Regions from separate parts of the Mus musculus genome. Here all the other regions are linked to region 1. A link is a contact called in public Hi-C, HiChIP or PLAC-seq and Micro-C data. All regions are on one chromosome and are shown on one strand. The core of a region is the stretch at or near the end of the contact, and the rest is flanking DNA. Distances in the headings are between cores, read along the strand shown. Region 1 holds the start of Six2 (sine oculis-related homeobox 2). Region 2 holds the start of Prkce (protein kinase C, epsilon). Region 3 overlaps Srbd1 (S1 RNA binding domain 1). Region 4 overlaps Srbd1 (S1 RNA binding domain 1). Region 5 overlaps Srbd1 (S1 RNA binding domain 1).

Evidence for each region. A called contact is a pair of places that touch in the nucleus more often than the background predicts. HiChIP or PLAC-seq counts read pairs in DNA pulled down with a chosen protein or histone mark.
Region 2: a contact with region 1 is called in a Micro-C map of embryonic stem cells, with 4 times the contacts expected there. The contact joins the promoter of Prkce here to the promoter of Six2 in region 1. A contact is called at or near these places in 3 of 39 promoter capture datasets (all in embryonic stem cells), 14 of 484 Hi-C or Micro-C datasets (all in embryonic stem cells) and 11 of 115 datasets of contacts at active chromatin or transcription factors (astrocytes, embryonic stem cells and stem cell-derived neural progenitor cells).
Region 3: a contact with region 1 is called in an H3K4me3 HiChIP or PLAC-seq map of craniofacial prominence, with 6 times the contacts expected there. The contact joins the enhancer-like site here to the promoter of Six2 in region 1. A contact is called at or near these places in 19 of 39 promoter capture datasets (the 3T3-L1 cell line, 3T3-L1-derived adipocytes, the HPC-7 cell line and 12 more), 1 of 15 datasets of contacts at CTCF or cohesin (embryonic stem cells), 36 of 484 Hi-C or Micro-C datasets (B cells, the MC3T3-E1 cell line, MC3T3-E1-derived osteoblasts and 15 more), 18 of 115 datasets of contacts at active chromatin or transcription factors (astrocytes, craniofacial prominence, embryonic basal ganglia and 10 more) and 4 of 9 other capture datasets (adipose tissue, embryonic stem cells, liver and 1 more).
Region 4: an H3K4me3 HiChIP or PLAC-seq map of craniofacial prominence shows a contact between it and region 1, with 8 times the contacts expected there. The contact joins the enhancer-like site here to the promoter of Six2 in region 1. A contact is called at or near these places in 8 of 39 promoter capture datasets (cranial neural crest, embryonic stem cells, frontonasal cranial neural crest and 5 more), 2 of 484 Hi-C or Micro-C datasets (bone marrow-derived macrophages and palatal mesenchyme), 14 of 115 datasets of contacts at active chromatin or transcription factors (craniofacial prominence, embryonic basal ganglia, embryonic forebrain and 8 more) and 2 of 9 other capture datasets (adipose tissue and embryonic stem cells).
Region 5: a Hi-C map of nephron progenitors shows a contact between it and region 1, with 2.9 times the contacts expected there. The contact joins the enhancer-like site here to the promoter of Six2 in region 1. A contact is called at or near these places in 12 of 39 promoter capture datasets (the 3T3-L1 cell line, the HPC-7 cell line, embryonic stem cells and 7 more), 2 of 484 Hi-C or Micro-C datasets (both in nephron progenitors), 14 of 115 datasets of contacts at active chromatin or transcription factors (craniofacial prominence, embryonic basal ganglia, embryonic forebrain and 8 more) and 1 of 9 other capture datasets (embryonic stem cells).

Annotation. Positions count from the first base shown.
Region 1 is chr17:85,686,569-85,689,880 of GRCm38.p6, reverse strand. It overlaps Six2 (sine oculis-related homeobox 2), which reads left to right and starts at 1,627. Exons shown (of 2, transcript NM_011380.2): 1 at 1,627-2,488. The coding sequence starts at 1,929. CJ186046Rik (a long non-coding RNA gene) reads right to left here and starts at 1,387. Exons shown (of 9, transcript XR_001782258.2): 1 at 1-1,387.
Region 2 is chr17:86,166,052-86,169,363 of GRCm38.p6, reverse strand. Prkce (protein kinase C, epsilon) reads right to left here and starts at 1,579. Exons shown (of 15, transcript NM_011104.3): 1 at 424-1,579. The coding sequence starts at 771. It overlaps Gm5817 (predicted gene 5817), which reads left to right and starts at 1,879. Exons shown (of 2, transcript NR_165800.1): 1 at 1,879-2,903.
Region 3 is chr17:86,062,094-86,065,405 of GRCm38.p6, reverse strand. The region is part of intron 14 of Srbd1 (S1 RNA binding domain 1); the gene reads left to right. Among named protein-coding and RNA genes, the nearest start is that of Srbd1, 81 kb to the left of the region's middle. Within about 2 kb of position 1,740, at least 7 of the 459 cell types and tissues checked have an H3K27ac peak or open chromatin away from gene starts, as enhancers often do.
Region 4 is chr17:86,036,932-86,040,243 of GRCm38.p6, reverse strand. The region is part of intron 16 of Srbd1 (S1 RNA binding domain 1); the gene reads left to right. Among named protein-coding and RNA genes, the nearest start is that of Srbd1, 110 kb to the left of the region's middle. Within about 2 kb of position 1,728, at least 57 of the 459 cell types and tissues checked have an H3K27ac peak or open chromatin away from gene starts, as enhancers often do. A contact at or near this core is called in craniofacial prominence and palatal mesenchyme, where this site is marked.
Region 5 is chr17:85,986,155-85,989,466 of GRCm38.p6, reverse strand. It overlaps Srbd1 (S1 RNA binding domain 1), which reads left to right. Exons shown (of 21, transcript NM_030133.3): 20 at 958-1,142. Among named protein-coding and RNA genes, the nearest start is that of Gm30117, 59 kb to the right of the region's middle. Within about 2 kb of position 1,711, at least 20 of the 459 cell types and tissues checked have an H3K27ac peak or open chromatin away from gene starts, as enhancers often do. A contact at or near this core is called in extraembryonic endoderm stem cells, nephron progenitors and neural progenitor cells, where this site is marked.

The DNA.
Region 1 (3,312 bases), core at 378-2,877:
CATTTTCAATATCTGCCTCTCCATCGCCTTAGAAAGCTGACAGGGTTGTTAACAAAACGAGGTCTAGAGGTTTTAGCATGGTCTGTGCCTCCTTGGATCTTGGCATTGAATGTCACTAGGAGCTTGCAGCTGGGTGGGAAAGGGCGGAATGGATGCCCAAAGGACAAGCCTTGCCAAGAAATAAGCCGTGGGCCTTTCAAACTCTGGAAACTTCAGGGATGTCCCTGACCCCACCCCTCCAGTGCACCCCTAACCTTCTATTGCTTGGATTTTTCCAAAGGACCAGCACTTCGTATGTTCTGGGGGAGTTCTGACAAAGAAACAAAAAGCAGGGCTCCTCCTACCCACTTTCTAAGGCCAATCTTGCCGGAACTTAGCGCTGGGTTCTCAGGCAGAAGAGACCAGGAACCCGAGCCCAGAAGTAGGGAGACAGGAAGCTGGTAAATCCAGTCTCTTCTGTGCACCTCACCCCCACCCCGGGAAGTGCGACAATTACCCTACACACGCTGCCCTGGGCTCCCCGGGGCAGTCTGCGGGTCTATGCGGGCTCCCCTGTTTTGTGTCGCCGCCCTTGCAAGATTCAACTTCCGTAAAGGCCACACGAGACTGCCGGGAGTTTCTCGGGTCCTGGGCCCCGTGGGGTTAAGTCTGAGTCCCCGCCTGGCGAGGAGCAGATCGCGCCGAGTGGGGGCGGTACCGGCCGCGGGGCAAGCAGCCTGCTGCGAAAGGAAGGAAAGGCGGGATCCTCCGGGAAGTTGATTCTCAGGCGTCCAGCTGCGGCCACTGCCAAATCTCTGACTTCTCTCCCCACCTCCTCCCCCTTTCCCTAGGGGATAGACATCTCGGGTCCCGGGTTTCTTGCATGGGGGTGGGGTGTTGTCAGCTAGAAAAGCCAAGCCTTTCAGAGGCCCCCTAAGAGAATCCAAACTCTCCATCCCACTGACCTCCTCCTGGGTTAGTGTCTCTGCCTGTCAGCTGCGACCTTCCGAGCGACGCAGTGACCCAGCCGGAGCTGGAGCACCTGGCGAAGCCTGGGTGAGGCTGTTGCGACGCCTCTTATTTAAAAAAAAAGGGAGGGGTGTCTCACACTTTTTCTCTTGAAGGCTCCTTCTGTCCCCCTCTTTTCCTTTCCTGAAAGGCACCCCCTTAAACGGTCCTCCGCCTTCCCTTCTACTCCCTTCCTTCCCCACTTCGGTCCTCCTCTTTTCTTCGAGGGCCCCCACCCAGCCCCCTCCTTCGGGGTCCTCCTCCTCCTCTGCTCTTTGGGCGTCCGCCCCGTCAATCACCGCCGTCTCGGGGCCCCAGCCCGGCTCCTCTCCGCCTCCCGGGCTCTGGGAGTGCCTGGGGCTCCCGTCTCGGCCAACCTCCGCTCTGTGCAGAGCCGGGGCGATCTGTCAGCGGAGCTGGCCGAGGGGGGCGGGGGTGGGAGCCGCCCGGGCCGCCGGGGCTCGGGTTACCGGTGACTGACAGCGTCTCCATGGCGAATAATTTGACTCGACTATTGTCTGGCGCGGGCAGGCCCCGGGTCAGATAACCCGACCAATCAGGGCGCGGGCCGCCGCGCCTCATGCCCGCTTAGAATAATATTATTAAAAAAGCTGCAAGCGAGCTAGACGGGAGGGAGAGCGAACGAGCGAGGAGCCGGCGAGCGAGCGGCGGGCGGGCGCGGAGCATGCGGAGCGGCGCCCCGGGCGGCCTCCGGGCTTGGGCGCGGGCGAGGCGCGCGGGCGGCGGGGGCGCGGAGCTGCGCGGGGCCGGCGGCGGGAGCGAGGACGGATCGTTGTGACTCAGGAGTCGCTCGGGAGCCGGCGCCTGGCCAGGGGGCCCCGCCCGCCTGTCGGCCGGCCGGGGCCGGCGGGGAGGCGCCCATGCGGGGCCGCGAAGCGCGGTGAGGGCGCGCGCGGGCGGGCGGGCGCGCAGCCGCCACCATGTCCATGCTGCCCACCTTCGGCTTCACGCAGGAGCAAGTGGCGTGCGTGTGCGAGGTGCTGCAGCAGGGCGGCAACATCGAGCGGCTGGGTCGCTTCCTGTGGTCGCTGCCCGCCTGCGAGCACCTCCACAAGAATGAAAGCGTGCTCAAGGCCAAGGCCGTGGTGGCCTTCCACCGGGGCAACTTCCGCGAGCTCTACAAAATCCTGGAGAGCCACCAGTTCTCGCCGCACAACCACGCCAAGCTGCAGCAGTTGTGGCTCAAGGCGCACTACATCGAGGCGGAGAAGCTGCGCGGCCGGCCGCTGGGCGCCGTGGGCAAGTACCGCGTGCGGCGCAAGTTCCCGCTGCCCCGCTCCATCTGGGACGGCGAGGAGACCAGCTACTGCTTCAAGGAGAAGAGCCGCAGCGTGCTGCGCGAGTGGTACGCTCACAACCCCTACCCGTCGCCACGAGAGAAGCGCGAGCTGGCCGAGGCCACCGGCCTCACCACCACGCAAGTCAGCAACTGGTTCAAGAACCGGCGGCAGCGCGACAGGGCGGCCGAGGCCAAGGAAAGGTACGAGTAAGTGAGCATCTGCGCCGGCTTCCCTGGTCCTGGGAGAAACGGGTGCGGGAGGATGGGGAGCTCCTGGACAGGACTAAATCGCACCCGGACCCCGGGTACCAAGCTCGGCCGCAGCTCAGGCTGGCTCAAAACAGCGCTTAGGTCTTTTCTGGAGGCTGAGCGACCCGGAATTTGTCTAAAGCGGGCAAAGCGGTGCGTAAGTTCAGTAACTAATTCCTCAGTCGCTTGTGGACTAAACTGGAAAAACGGCGAGTTTCAGAGAGGGCAGGGCTGTGGGCCTGAATTCCCTGCGAGGTAAGCGTAGGCTTAGGGCCTGATCTTCGAACAACCAAGGGCGTCGGGGATCAGGGGGTTTAGGACGTCACCTCCAGGTCAAAGAGATTTTTAGGGGTCAGGGCAGGGGTTGGAATCTCCCTAGTATTATCTGGGTAATGACTGCAATATCTATGCAAGGTAGACCTATTCCTTGTCTGGGCATAAGAGCTGGGCACAAGAGAGTTGGGAGTTATCCCGCGTAGAAAGGACCCAAAGATGTAAGGCCTCCGGGGGAAATGTCTGCTGAGGAAGAGAAGGCAATCCAGCCTGCCTTTCCTGAACTTGCCAGACCCTTGAAGACCTCGCTCTCCTTAGGTTCTGCTCTCTTTGATGGGCAAGTCGGGTGTGCGAGGTAAACTGGGATCTGCCGAAAGACTGGGAGCTTTCTTTTCTATCGGAATCTAAGACTTTCCAAACTAACCTAAGCTACAGACACCCCTGTAACTGTCTGTAACCCGCTTTGGGCTTAAATCTGGACAAGGAAACTAGGGGATCGAGAT
Region 2 (3,312 bases), core at 330-2,829, 480 kb before region 1:
CACTAGGCTACCCAGGATAAAGCCAGGAGGCACAAAAACCCTCCAGTCTGAGCTCCACGTGTCTCTCCAAGGACAGAGAGACCCACCCACACACAGTCGCTCAGCCAAGTCCACCAGGGACTTGCAGATTCCTTCCACCAACCTATGCACCTGCATTCCGGGTTCTCTCCCAACTTGCAAGCCACCTGTACTGCCCACTGTTGGGAGGGCACGGGGGGGGGGGCAAGGGATAGTGCCCATCTGTCAAATCTCGTCTTTCATACCCTACTGTATATGTCTCTTCAGCTAGGAAATAAAACGTGCCTCTTCAAGAAAACTGAGCCGCACATGCACACACAGACAGCCCAGAGCCCCAGGACCAATGCTCAGGCAGCAAGTCTTTCCCTGGGACCCGGGACTCCCGGACGTGGAGGACCGACTCACCCAGTCCTCGAAGTGACGGCTCCCATTCTGCAGCAGCTCCTCGAACTGGATGGTGCAGTTGGCCACGAAGTCGTCGTAGCCGATAGGAGCGTCGTGAAAGACAGCCAGCTCGATCTTGCGCCCATTGCACACATCGGTGACGAACTCATCGTGCCAGGCCGGGCTGTTGGTCTTTTGCTTGGTGGCTGTTTGGCCGATGCGCGAGTCGTCCACGTTAAGGGCAATGTAGGGGTCCAAAAGGAACGTCTGTGGCCGGGGTCCCACCGCATGGCGCAGCGACCAGGCTGTGGGCTTCAAGCTCACCGCCTCGCAGATTTTGATCTTAAGAAGGCCATTGAACACTACCATGGTCGGGGCGGGGGTCACTCCGTCCGCCCCGAGGGCAGGATTGAAGAGCAGGAGCAGGCGCGCCGGGAGCCTGGGGGACTCCTGGGTCCCCTCTTGCCCCACCCCACTCACTCGCTACACCTTGTGGCGCTGCCTCCTGGCGCCGCCGATTCTCAGCGAGTGCATGTATTTCCTCGCCGGATTCCTAACGGAAAACAGGGAGGGGGGAGAGCTGGAGACGTCCGTTTTTTTGGAGCAAGTCTCTCCCCCCCACCACCGGCGACACCTCCACGGCAGGAGACGAGCTGTCGCCTCCGCTGCAAGCCGCGGGGGCTGCCTCGCCGCCTCGCTGGTTCTTCGGGTCCGTGTGCGGAGAAGCAGGCGCCGCGCCCGGCGCTCACCTACCTTTCCGAAACATAATCCCCGGGCAATTTCGACTCCCGGAGGGGGAGGGGGCGGCGGGACGGGGCGGGGACGAGAACCGGGGGCACAGATTTCAACCCGGATCCTCTTCGCCCACCCAGCGCCTGCCTCGGACGGCGCGGGGCGGAGGGTGGACTGAGGGATGTGCAGTCTATCCGGAGGGATGCATGTCGAGAGGAAATGGTCCTCCCCGGAGCCAAATTTTTAAAAAATCCACAAGCCGCACGATCAGCCCCGCCGTCACCTCCCGGGTTAAGCAGAGTCGCGCCGTAGCCGGCGATCGCGAGGCGCCCGGTGCCTGGGATCTCACATCCGCGCGGGCTTGGGAGGTAGAGGTGGCCGCCACTTGGGTTCGGGGCGCAGGCCGGCACCCGGCGGTGCGCAGCGCGGCGGCCGGGCAGGGACTGCGACTCCGCGCGGCCCCTCCTCCCGCCCGCCGGCGCCCGCCCGCCCGCCGCGCTCCCCGCGTCCGCGCTCTCGGCTGCCGCCGGCTCGCCGCCCGCCAGAGCGCTCAGCCCGCGATCTGCTTCCCTCGATCGCTGTGCGAGCGATTCTCCCTCCCTCTAATGCAGGAAATGCGCAAAAGACGTCAGTGTGTGTGAGTGTGTGTGTGTGTGTGTGTGTGTGTGTGTGTGTGTGTGTGTGCACGCGCGCGCGCGCGCGCCACTGTTTGGGGAAATAGAAAGTTTTGCCGGTTGGGGGAGCAATACGGGAAAAGTGAGCCGAGCAGAAAAGAGCAGGAGCGGGCCGGCCGGGTCCGTTTGCCGTGGCGCGCGGGGGAGCTGAGGAAGGACTCCGCGCGGAACCCAGGAGTGTGGCGTCGCGGAGGTGCGGGAGCGACTGTCGCAGGCCGAGTCTGTGCTCCTCGGATCTGCACCAGGAGAGCGGGGTCTGGACCCGGAGAGCAGCGGGCCGCGCTTTTCTCTCGCACCCTGCGGCCAACACTATCACTTAAAACTGGGCCTGGTGGAATGGAGGGGGTCGCAATGTCCAAGAAGACTAATCACCTTCCCCCACTCTGCCTGGACTGCGGCGGTCACCAGTCGCCCGCGGAGAGCTGGCCTATTTGTCACTCTGCCCTGGGATTCTCTACTGTGCCGCGATGGGGGAGGGGACACCCGGACTGCTGAGCCCTTCGGCTGGGTGTGAGTTTTGAAACCCTCTTTTTTTCCCCCTTGAGGAGACTCTCCCCTCTGGGGATTTGTTCTGGGCCTGATTGGGTTGCGAGAACTTGTGGAAGACTAGTAGAACCTGGGCCCGGCCTGGTTCGAATGTCTGTTTATTTCTCAAAGTGACTCCTCCTACTTATGCGGGACCTTGTGTGTGCCCCTTAAGAGGACAAGGCTTGATCCGCGCCCTGACAACCGGCGTTCGGGCTGCGGGAAAGCCCGATGCGTCCTCCTGGGGTCCAGTGGCTGTATCCATACTAATTTCCTCGGTAACCTTTAAACTCTCTGGAAGCAGCCGCGACGGCGGCTGGTCACGTGAGGCGAGCCCTGGGCTGCTGGGGAAGAATTTCCTGGGCCAGGGACCAGGACCGGGAAGGCGGGCGGCAGGGAATGGCTCTGTGCCGAGGGGGACTGGGAACCTGGGAGCGCCGGGCGGGGCGCGCCAGGCCCCGGGCGCCGCGCAGCGGGAACTTCCAGCCTGCGCCCGGGAAGGGGTTCGTCCCGCAGCTCTCCGCCGTGTGAGTGGAAAAAGAAAACCTCCGCCCTCACCCGAGTGCCAAGGCAAGTCCGGCTGTTCGTTCGGATGGTGAAAAGCTAAGTGTTTATCTGGCGACTCTGATAAGTGTGGATCAAAATGTACAAACCGCATTCCATTCACTTTTTCCTCTGTGGAAAAGGGTTATCATTTCTTGTAGTTTAAAGATGAGAAGGCAGTCTCCAGGAATGACATACCAAGTACAGTACACACACACACACACACACACACACACACACACACACACACAGAGTTCAGGGGTTTGAGTTCAGGCAGATCTCCTCCTAAAGTTTAAGTGTGCAGTCACGCCCCCTCCCCGTAGCTCACTTACTTTCCTGACAGCCAGTCCTGTTGCGTGGGATAAAAATGCACCTTTGCTATACAGATGCTGATAAAAATGCACCTTTGGCAATGATTATGGCCTTAAGATCATTG
Region 3 (3,312 bases), core at 491-2,990, 380 kb before region 1:
CCAGCATTTCTATTCCCCCTTTCTGCCTCCAGACCGTTGATGCAATGCAGCAGACTGCTTCTATTGCTGCCAGGACTTAACCCTTCATGAGGGCCAGTATTCCCCAAATGAGAACCACAGCAAGCTCTTTAGTTGCTTTTGACTGGGTGGGTGTTGTATCATAGCAACAAACAAATTCAACAAGGTATATTTAAAGGTTTAAACAAGTAAAATGAATGAAGCAGACTTCTCAATTCAAATCCATGTCTCTGTAAATTAAAATCAAATTGGAATAAGAAAATGCAGCTAATATTTTATCATGAGCAGGTACAAATTGAGTACATAAGAAGTTTCTGTTTTAGAGTTAACTGTTAATCAAGGGGATCATTAAACTTTCCGTTGTTGGGAGGCGGGGGAACTTGGGAGTAGGATGACGTGTTTTCAGGTCCATGCATTTCAGAGTACTGGTGACAAACGTTCAGATGATAGACTTGAAGCCCCCGCAAGCTCAGGGCGTCCTGCGTCATGTACCACGTTTCTGTCTCATGTCAGTGATGACTCTGGAGCTGAGCTGCTTCTCCTGTCCTGCATTTAGCAGGGCCTTTGCCTCACCGTATGGCTGGCTCTGTGGCGTCCTTAGTGGAGCCATGTGCTTTTTATAGTAATTTTAAGTTGGTCTCATACATAGGTGGAGTGGGGATGAAAAATTTTTCAAAATGAAAGAGGATAAAGGTGTGGGAAAAGAATTGCTGTACTTCTTGTGGAAGGCACACAGAAGGAAAGGTAGGGCTTTCTGTCTTTGCCCCTCCCATTGCAGTTGTTTATACCTCAGAGGACGTTTTTACTCATGGTATCAGTCTTTGAATCCAGTAGAGTTGTCAGAATACCTCTACTGGTATCAAAATAGAGGTATTTTGATAGCAGTCGAGGTCCGTATGCTGTTTTAACACATTGAGACATCAGGTGACATAGCCTGTGATACTCTGAGGCAGGTTCTTTGCTTAAATGCAGGCTTTTTTGTTGTTGTTTGATTCTTTTTAAAAATATAGATTTTATTTTTATTCATGTGTGTTGGTGTCATGTCTAGCTCCAGGTGCCCTGGAACTGTTGGGTACTGGGAACTTCACTCCATTCTCTGGATGAGTAGCAGGTGCTCCTGCCTGCTTCACCCAGTCTCCAGTTCTTCAAAGACAGAGCCTCAGGTAGCGTAGACATGGCTCCAGTTTATAATATTGACAAGGCAAACATTGAACTCCTGTGCCTTTGCCCCCACTGCCCATTGGGAAGACAGGCATGAGGAGAGTGCCAGTTTGTTTGCTTTGTTTTTTTGTTTTTACTATATTTTGTTTGTTAATAGCATGAGAAAATTTGTTGCTAGTGCTATTAGGAACCTCAGACTCCAAGTTCAAGTTCTGCTTGACACTTGTTGATTTGGATCTGCCCCTTTAAGGCGTCTTTTGTGCTTATAAAGTGTTCTTTTCATCTACAGTGCTGTGAAATTGTGGGAAAATTAGCCAGGGGAACTTGGTTCTGTTGAAATTGCTCTCTAGGCAACTGATAGGATATCCATGTGGGAGTGCGTGGAGGTCTCCCGCATGTCCACTCTAAGCCTCCCAGGCTTGTAGTGGATCCTCTGCGTGGTAACTGCACCATTGCTGATGGTGTTCTCAGGAAAATAAATGGTCATTGTTTGGAATAGTGCTGGGACTTTCCCCAACTGCTGACTGAGGAGTTGTTCCCAGCCTGCCTGCCTGCCTGCCACCAGATGGTGCTAGAGCTACACACGTAAAGGCAAATGCAGCTGCAATGCAGAGGCAATGTGCGCTCTCTCTCTCTCTCTCTCTCTCTCTCTCTCTCTCTCTCTCTCTCCTTCCCTCCCCCTCCCTTCCTCCCTCCCCCCAGCTCTGTCCCTCCTTCCATTCCCCCCCCCTCTTTCCTTCTTTCTTCCTTCCTTCCTTCCTTTCCTTGCTGACCTTCCTGGCATGCTTTGAAATGGGTTCACACCAGTTGAGCCAGTTGACCACGGACAATATATTAGTGATGGAAACTTAGGGCCATGCAACTTGTCTTTCCTGTAAAAGTTGTCTTGATGCATTGGCCTGTGTGTAAAACTGACAGTGTGAGGTTTCTGCATCCTTTTAAGTAGCCACAAAAACACCATGTTTACAGTAATCTAAAGGTGATGTTCAGAGGACATTACCAACAAAATATGCCTGCCCAGATTTTAAGTCAAAATAGAATAATTTATAACTGGGTACATTTCAAAATATTAACTATTGTTTAATAGTAGAGTACCTTATCAGTTAGCAATTATACTTAAATTTGAAGTGTTTTTTAAATTACAAATAAATATGACTTGGGTATTGCAGAAAATAAAAGGAATACTTTTTGTTTAAGTTACTCACATATTATATGAAACAATTATCTTTGTTTACACATTTATTTTGAAGGTAAACTTATTATGGTCATACAGTTTTGTTAGTTTTTTCTCTTAATTTATCTTGAATATTTTACATGAAATCAAAATCTCTTAGGATGATAATTTTGATTCACAAGCTGGTTTTCCATTCATTGACTCTTTAATGATAGGCATTTGGATTTCCAATTACTTTTGGTCCCTTCTTAACCAAAATTTATTTCTCTGTGTTGTTTTATATTTATTTCATATTAACGCTAAAAATATATTTCTAGATCGGGAAGAAAGGGTAGCTTTTGTAACTTTTGCTCGAATTTTTATTTTACCACCAAGCTTTGTAGTTAAATACAAAGATCATCAACAGATCACTTCTGTTTTTGTTACTGGTTGGTTTCTCGTTTGGTTCTTGAGTCAGGGTCTCTCTATAGCCTGGACTGACTTGTGATCTTGCTACCTCTCAGCCCCCGCCCCCAACGCTGGAGGTGGAGGCGTAACTGCCACGCCCAGCTTGGTAACCCTCCTATTCAGAAGGATTGAGAATGCTCTGAAATGGTAAACTCTACTAAATACAGATTTAAGAGAGCTTGGTTGTATTCCTTAACATCCAATCCTTGAGACTCTTCTGTTTGTGGAATTTGAATTTTAGGTTTATTACCTGTTCTTGAGATATAAGCCAATATTCATTCATACTTCATAACAGACTAACTCACGGGCAGAGCAGGGAGTTGCTGTGTGTGTTGTTAGTTTCTCTTAAAGGATAATAATACAGTAAACAGAATAGAATAAGATGAAATAAAAACTGACCCGCTGAAGTTAGACCAGACAAACAGCTGGAAAAGAGTCCAGGAGAAGGCACAAGAATCAAAGACTTCATGTTTCCTAATACTGAGATGAGAGGACAGTTTCTCTATGAATGT
Region 4 (3,312 bases), core at 479-2,978, 350 kb before region 1:
TCTTTTCATTTTCTAGATTTGCCCGGTACCACTCATTTATAGACCAAAAGAAAAAAGAAAAAAAGCCAAGCTAGAAATCAGCCAGGCATTGTACTAACAAGCTAATGAGGCATTTACTATCTGAGACAGCACCAGTTTCTGTAACGTAAGGCTAGCAGAGAGTGTGGACGGCAAGGGTGCTGGCATCTGGGGTGGGTGCTGCCCAGGCATCACAGCCAGGCTGCCCTGTAACAGTGTGCCTGCACATGTCAGCCTGCTTCAGCTACAGCTGCAGCAGAAACTTCATCTCATAAGAAGTTGGGGAGTAGCCAAACTTTGAGCCATAATGATTGGGTCTCTCCAGCTCCCATGTCTTCTCGCTAGGAGAAGAAAATCATTTTGGACCAATAGGCTTTGGAGAAGACACTTTTGGGCAGTAGGTAACCTAGTAAAAGTGGGCTTCTCAACAGTTTTTGCTACAGTTTAGAAGGCTGAGATTTAACATTTATTTTTGGGAGTTGTTTTTAAAAGTCTAATAGTTTTACTCCTCTCAGTACCACAACTCAGTGCAGATCATCACAGCCACTGCCAAAGCCTGGGTCCTGGAGAAGGGCCGGCCCTGGGGTACCTTGCAAAGCACTCTTCTGCGCTGGTTTCTGATGGCTCCAAGTAACTCCTGAGGCATTTGTTCCCGAGTCCCTCCTTCCAGGCCTCCTTACCCATCCTTTATGTGGTTTGAAATATATCCAGGCATCCTTTGACAAGTGAGCCGATCATTATTTGTAGCATAAAATTTGCAAAGATGAGAGTTAACACAAATTTAGGCAGCTTTTTGAATTTCTCAATGTACAAATGTATGGATCTGTACAAAGGTTAGCAGCATTACCTGCACCCAGGACCAGTAATGGCAGCATGACACAGGGAGTCCCCTGAGTCTGCTGTCTGAGCACAGCCTAAAGTAAATGTCACCTTACAGTTGAGAGTGATACAGGAAGAAGAACACTTTATGGGAAATTTATTTATCATTAAGCTTGTAAGAGATTCTTGGGTAGGTATTGTATCCGGGGCACAAAACCATGTTCATTGACCTATGTCAATCTTTGCAGTTGAATAGCTGTACTTCTGGGTGTGTTTAATCAGTTTGCCTGAGGGCTAGTAGTCTGACATAGACAGAGTCTCTCTTAAACTTAAATTGTGTAAACATTCTCAGGGCACCATCATGGTTTCAGTGTGGTTCAGTGGAGAGAATGTAGCCTCGGGCACCGTGGCTTTACCTTTACCGCCTCCCCTTGGTGAAATCATTTTACTTGTTCATGCTTTGTTGGGAAATAAGGATACCCACATGCTTTCTAGAAGACTGTTAAAAAGAGAAAGAAAATAGACATGACCGTGCCTCAAGGTTAAGGCATGAATGTGCTTTTGTTGCTTAGGAGACGTTAAATAAATTCCGTGTACTTTAGAATTCTTTGGCCTTTTTGTTGTTGTTGTTAAAGTCCATTTTACTCTAAATATTTATTCATATGTTAAGCTTATCAGGTATTCATAGACTCATTCAATGTCAAGCTTGCTCAGGTCATACTGGCACACATAAACATGTTCGTTCCTGTCTGCCAAAAGGGAGGAGGACAGAAGCAGCTGTGGGCAAAATTTACGAACAAAGAATCAGAGTGGCAGCCTCGCTATGACCGTAGTCCAGGAATGAGGAAATGAGGCCTGTGCTGCCTCTCACTTGTACGGGGAGAGGAGAGTTAGGCGTTTGGAGCCGAATCAGAGCATGCATGTGAGACTTCTGTTAGTGATTATCCAAGTCTACAGTGCTTCACATGTTATCTGATTCACGTGTGCATCTGATTCTTCTGTTGTGGTTGTCCCGTGTTTAAGTTGACTCACTGTTCTGGAGGTGGGGTTAGAAGAGAGTAGAGCGCTTAAAGACAAACACAGCAGATAAAGCAGAAACAATCTCCGCGGTTCTGGGCCTCACGATCTGATTGTGCGGTGGCAACAAAAAGCAGCTGTTTGTTGACAGCTGCCTTTCCTCTCACAATCAAGCTGTTTCTAATCATGGAATTACCAGCTCTTTTGTGTTGGAGACTTGTTGGAGATTTATAGTCGGTATCATAATGTTTGCCGAACGTCATCGTTTAGATAAAATTAGTGATTCTCCTGTAGTCATCCTACTGAAATATGCATGTGGATTGTAATAAAAGAAAGATGCCTGAAGAAACTTCCGAGGTACATTCTGAACTGAAGGGCGTGCAGCGGTGGCTTTTCATGCATGTTTCCCCCTTGGTGCAATGCTCACCTTCTTGGGGACCCGTTACTGAAAGGCATTCTGTTTTTGGCTTCCTTACACGAATGTAGTCTACACATGTGCAGACACTAGAAAAGCTTGTTCTGATCCCAAAGGCCATCGTTGCTGGCCTGCTGGCCTCTTGACATTCTTCCCTAGAACACTGTTGGTGTTCACGCCACTGATGCTGAAGCCAGGGATGAAGCCAGGAAATGAAGCTAAATCAAAGTTCTGCTTCTGCAGTGATGCTTCAGCCTCCAGGGTAGCTCTACCAGCTGGAAAGGACCTGAGTGTGCCTCTTGCTGTCCATGTTCCCAGGCCTTTGTGTGAATCCTCCTCACTCTGCACTGCCATTAGAAACGAGGAAGCTCTGTGCTCTAGGAAGCAGAGCGGGTAAAGGTGAGCTGCTGCTGCTCCACTTAATCCTACTGAAGAATAAAAGAAAGGTTTTCTCTAGACTAGACGTGCTTCTCAGAGGCTGCCTTGGGAAATACCCCTGTCACTGCAGTGTGACCACTCTGCTTTTATTTTCTAAGTGTGTCTTTGATTGCTTTGTTGCTCGCTTTGAAATTTGAAATTTCAACAGTTAAAAATAATTGACATAGTATTCTCCCTCTGGTCATCAAGGTGTATTATAGAAATTAAAAAGTATTCGCAGTCTAAAAATGTATTTTAAAAAGAGACAGTGAATAGCAACTTTCCTTGTGAGAGACTGAGCAGGAAAAGGAATGTATTAGCTTAAAATGTGTGGAGAATCAATTTTTGAAATAAATATTTTATAGTATATATTTTCATTATGCTTATACTGTATCTTTCATATGTCTTTTCTAAAAGTCTAAGTTGTAAAAATATTTTGCTCTATTTTAAAAGTATCTATCAAAATCCTTCCTCTTGTCTAGCCAAATGAGCCCAGTTGTTAACGGGCACTAGGCCCTCAGTGATGCCACCGGGCCTCAATGATGGTTGATACTTGGGGTCATTATCATCAGAGTCTGACTCATTCTGATTTGATTACACCACAAAAATGTCATATCTTTTAGCCG
Region 5 (3,312 bases), core at 462-2,961, 300 kb before region 1:
CTGTTTGATTACTGTGTTGACATTTTTAAAGTGCCATTAATCATAGGAAATAGAACTTAATGATGTAGAAAAATACCCAGCCAGAGAATGTCAGGAAAGAGAGCCATGGCCCGGAACTCACATGAAACTGGAGCAAACTCGGTCTTACCCGTAACTTGTTGATTCGTGTTGTCATGGTTTTACCTCATTAACTGGGCAGTGTCTGTGCAAGCCAGGAAGGCAGCAGGCAGGGCGAAGGTGAGGTCCAAGGCAGCATCGCTGCTCAGTGGATGTAGTGGATGGAAGGACATTCAGCTTGCATTGCAGCTTTGGGGGTTTACTTGCATTCTTTTGGGGGGGCATCACTTTTTCTTTCACATCCCTCCCTTTTATACTGTTGTGTTGCTGTGGGGAGCGTGAGCACACCCACCCCTAACCGCCCTCTGTGATTTACTTTCCCGCTGAATACTCCGAGTGTTTTTTAGGTAATTTCACTTGTGTGTGGCTCGATGGCATTTGTGTCACCCTCCCAATCACAGGCCACAGGCGTAGCTATTCATGTACAATGGAAATTGAGCAGTGTCAAAAGCGAGGAGTGCTTGACACATGTCATGTTGGACTCTGGTATCATCAATGGATCATGTTTGTCTATTAATCTAAATTCAAATGTTTTCCTACTGAAAATTTCAGGAAACGTGAGATAATATAGACAGCCTTGTCTAGGAACTACACATGTGACACTGAACTGTCATGACCAGCACACTGTAAAGTGTTCCTTGCCACACTTGGAAAATAGCACAAGAGCCTAAACCCCCCTTCTCCCCTTGCCCACATGCCTTTAGCTAAATCTTAACACAGCACAGAGTATACTGTAGACTCTCAACTGACTGATGTGCAAGTGTCCTGGGATGAGAGAATGTGAAGGTGACCAGAAGGTAAGATCACTGATAAATTGTTGGGCTTTTCTTCCCACTGAAGGTTTTTATCGTTCATTGGGGGGACAATGTGTGAGATTGGAAAGCCTGAAATGCAGCAGAAAATAAACGTGTCTCTCGGGAAAGAAGGCATAGAGGAAACTGCTGAAAGGTTACAGACAACTGTGCACACACTGCAGGTCATCATAGATGGACTGAGCCAGCCCAAAACCTTTGACATCCGAACAGGTGAGTTGTCGCCCTTGTCTCCAGGAAGTTCCCATCGCCATCTTAGGTCCTCTCGACAGGAGAGGGCCACAGGAGAAGGCTGAGAGTCAGCATCCGTCGTCCACAGGAGAGGGCCAAGGGTCAGCGTTCATCCTCCGCACTCACTTAGATTCCTGTCTGGAGCCAAAGCTACAAGTATGGCTTCGGCCTCCTGGTCCATGTTGCTGTGCTGCTGCACCAAGCTGGACACCTCTCATGTGCTGTGCTTCTGTGTGCATGGAGGCATGCTCTCCCTGAGTCTCCTGTAAACGTCTTTGTGTCTGAAGAGCCAGGAGGGAAAGCTTTCCATTCACACCAAAAAGTGAATCTTCTTCCTAAATTACAGCCGTCCAGGTTTCTGGATTCCATTTCACTGAGCACATTGAACAAATAAGATGATATCTCTGTGCTGATTGTCTTTCTAATTTCGAGTGTTCTCAGCTTTCTGTGCAGGGAGAGGGTAAAGGAAGTGTAATAGCCGTGGTTGTTGAGAGCAATGACCCATTGAGACAGAATTGCAGCTGGAGAAAACAAAACACTGAGTAAGACCAGTGCCAAAAGTGGGCATCAAAGCCTGCCTGTTCTCATAGAAAGTTGCTGCTCCTAAATACGGGACTGTGGAGAAGCCTGCTTTTCCCCTTGTGGACTCCAGGGCTGTCTCTTGCAGGGACACTAAGACCAGTGTGTCTCATGAGGGGTGGGATTGGTAATATGCCTATACACTCACTGGATGGTTGACAGGGGCACTTGAGCTATAGGTAGCCTCGACTCTATTTTCCTGTCCATCTTTATTTTTCTATCAAGGTGTCGATTGCTAAATATCTCAGTTACATGAGGGACTCAAAGCAAAGGCAAGCACTCAGTTAGCCCAGCTAGACAGAGCCCCTCCTTGAGGAGCCTCTAGTTGAGCAGCATGCGGATGGGCCTGGGCTCTCCAGAGGGCATTCCAAACAGGCCTCTCCAAGCACACTGTCAACACATTTCCAGGGGAGAGGCAGATGACTTTGGAGGTGGGGGGCAGGGTAGACAGTATTTTGGGTATTTCCATGTTACAGTATTTGTATTACATCTCTTTTCTCCTTTTCTCAAAAGTGTTTCCTGTCTTATGCCTTATTCCTCCCTTTCACTCATCTGGCTTCTGCTCTTTGCTGACATCGTTCCTGTTGTTTAAGCCCTCCTTGCTGGTTAGTTTCCTTAATTCAGAGCACACTGGTGCCGTGGCGTGACTGCTCCCATGGCCCTTGATGTGTAAGTGTACATGGTTCATGGAGGCTTTCTGCTTTCTCCGTGCTCCCAGCTGTCTTGGGGAACCTGCTGAGTGGTTCCTGACTGGTTTTCATGCCAAGCTAAACTGAGCAGCTGATGAGAACCCCATGGGGATTGGCAGCCACTGGATTCTACAAGGCAAGGAGGCGAGAGATTTCTAAGCATGAAACTGCCTTACTGGCCTGGGGACCAGCCTACCTCTGCCCTGGGCCTTAGTTTCACTTCATGTTGTCATGGTCTCAACCTTGTGTGGTTCAAATTACCAGAAGTTCCTGCTTTGGAATTTAGCATCAGGTGAAATCCCAGCGTCCACTCCCAGGTTGGTGTGTTTAATGAGGACAGTGAGGTGTAGGGTTTATGGATTTTTGTCTTGTTTTGCAGAAGTGGAAGGAGCACAGTTTCTAAAAAAGATCGTGGACTTAAGGTGGTTTGACTGGGGAGGGAAAGGAAGAGGTGACCAGTTGTTAATACAAATGTAAAAGATAGCTCCACAAGTAATCAGGGTAAAGCCAACAGCTGTGGGGGAAAAGGAACTGGGTCAGAGGGTTGGAGTGGGGGCAGGGGGATGTCTAAGTAAAGGAGATCCAGCTAGAATGTGTTGTTTGTTATCAGAATCAACACTCAGTGATCCTAGGGAAGGGAGCTGAGCTGGAGGGGTAAATGCAGGCTGTGGGGACTCACAAGCCCCATTTAAACTTCTTGTCTCACTATCTCACACCTGTGTTGTTCTATGTTATCTGGAGCCATAGTGGCACGTAGCCTGCTTTGTGTTCATGTTTTAGGGGCTACTGTCAGTGAATAGAGATATGTAGACTGGGATGGGCCAAGAAAGGGCTGAAAAGAGCCTAAGACGGGGACCTAGGGTCTTCGCCATTGTGTATCTGGC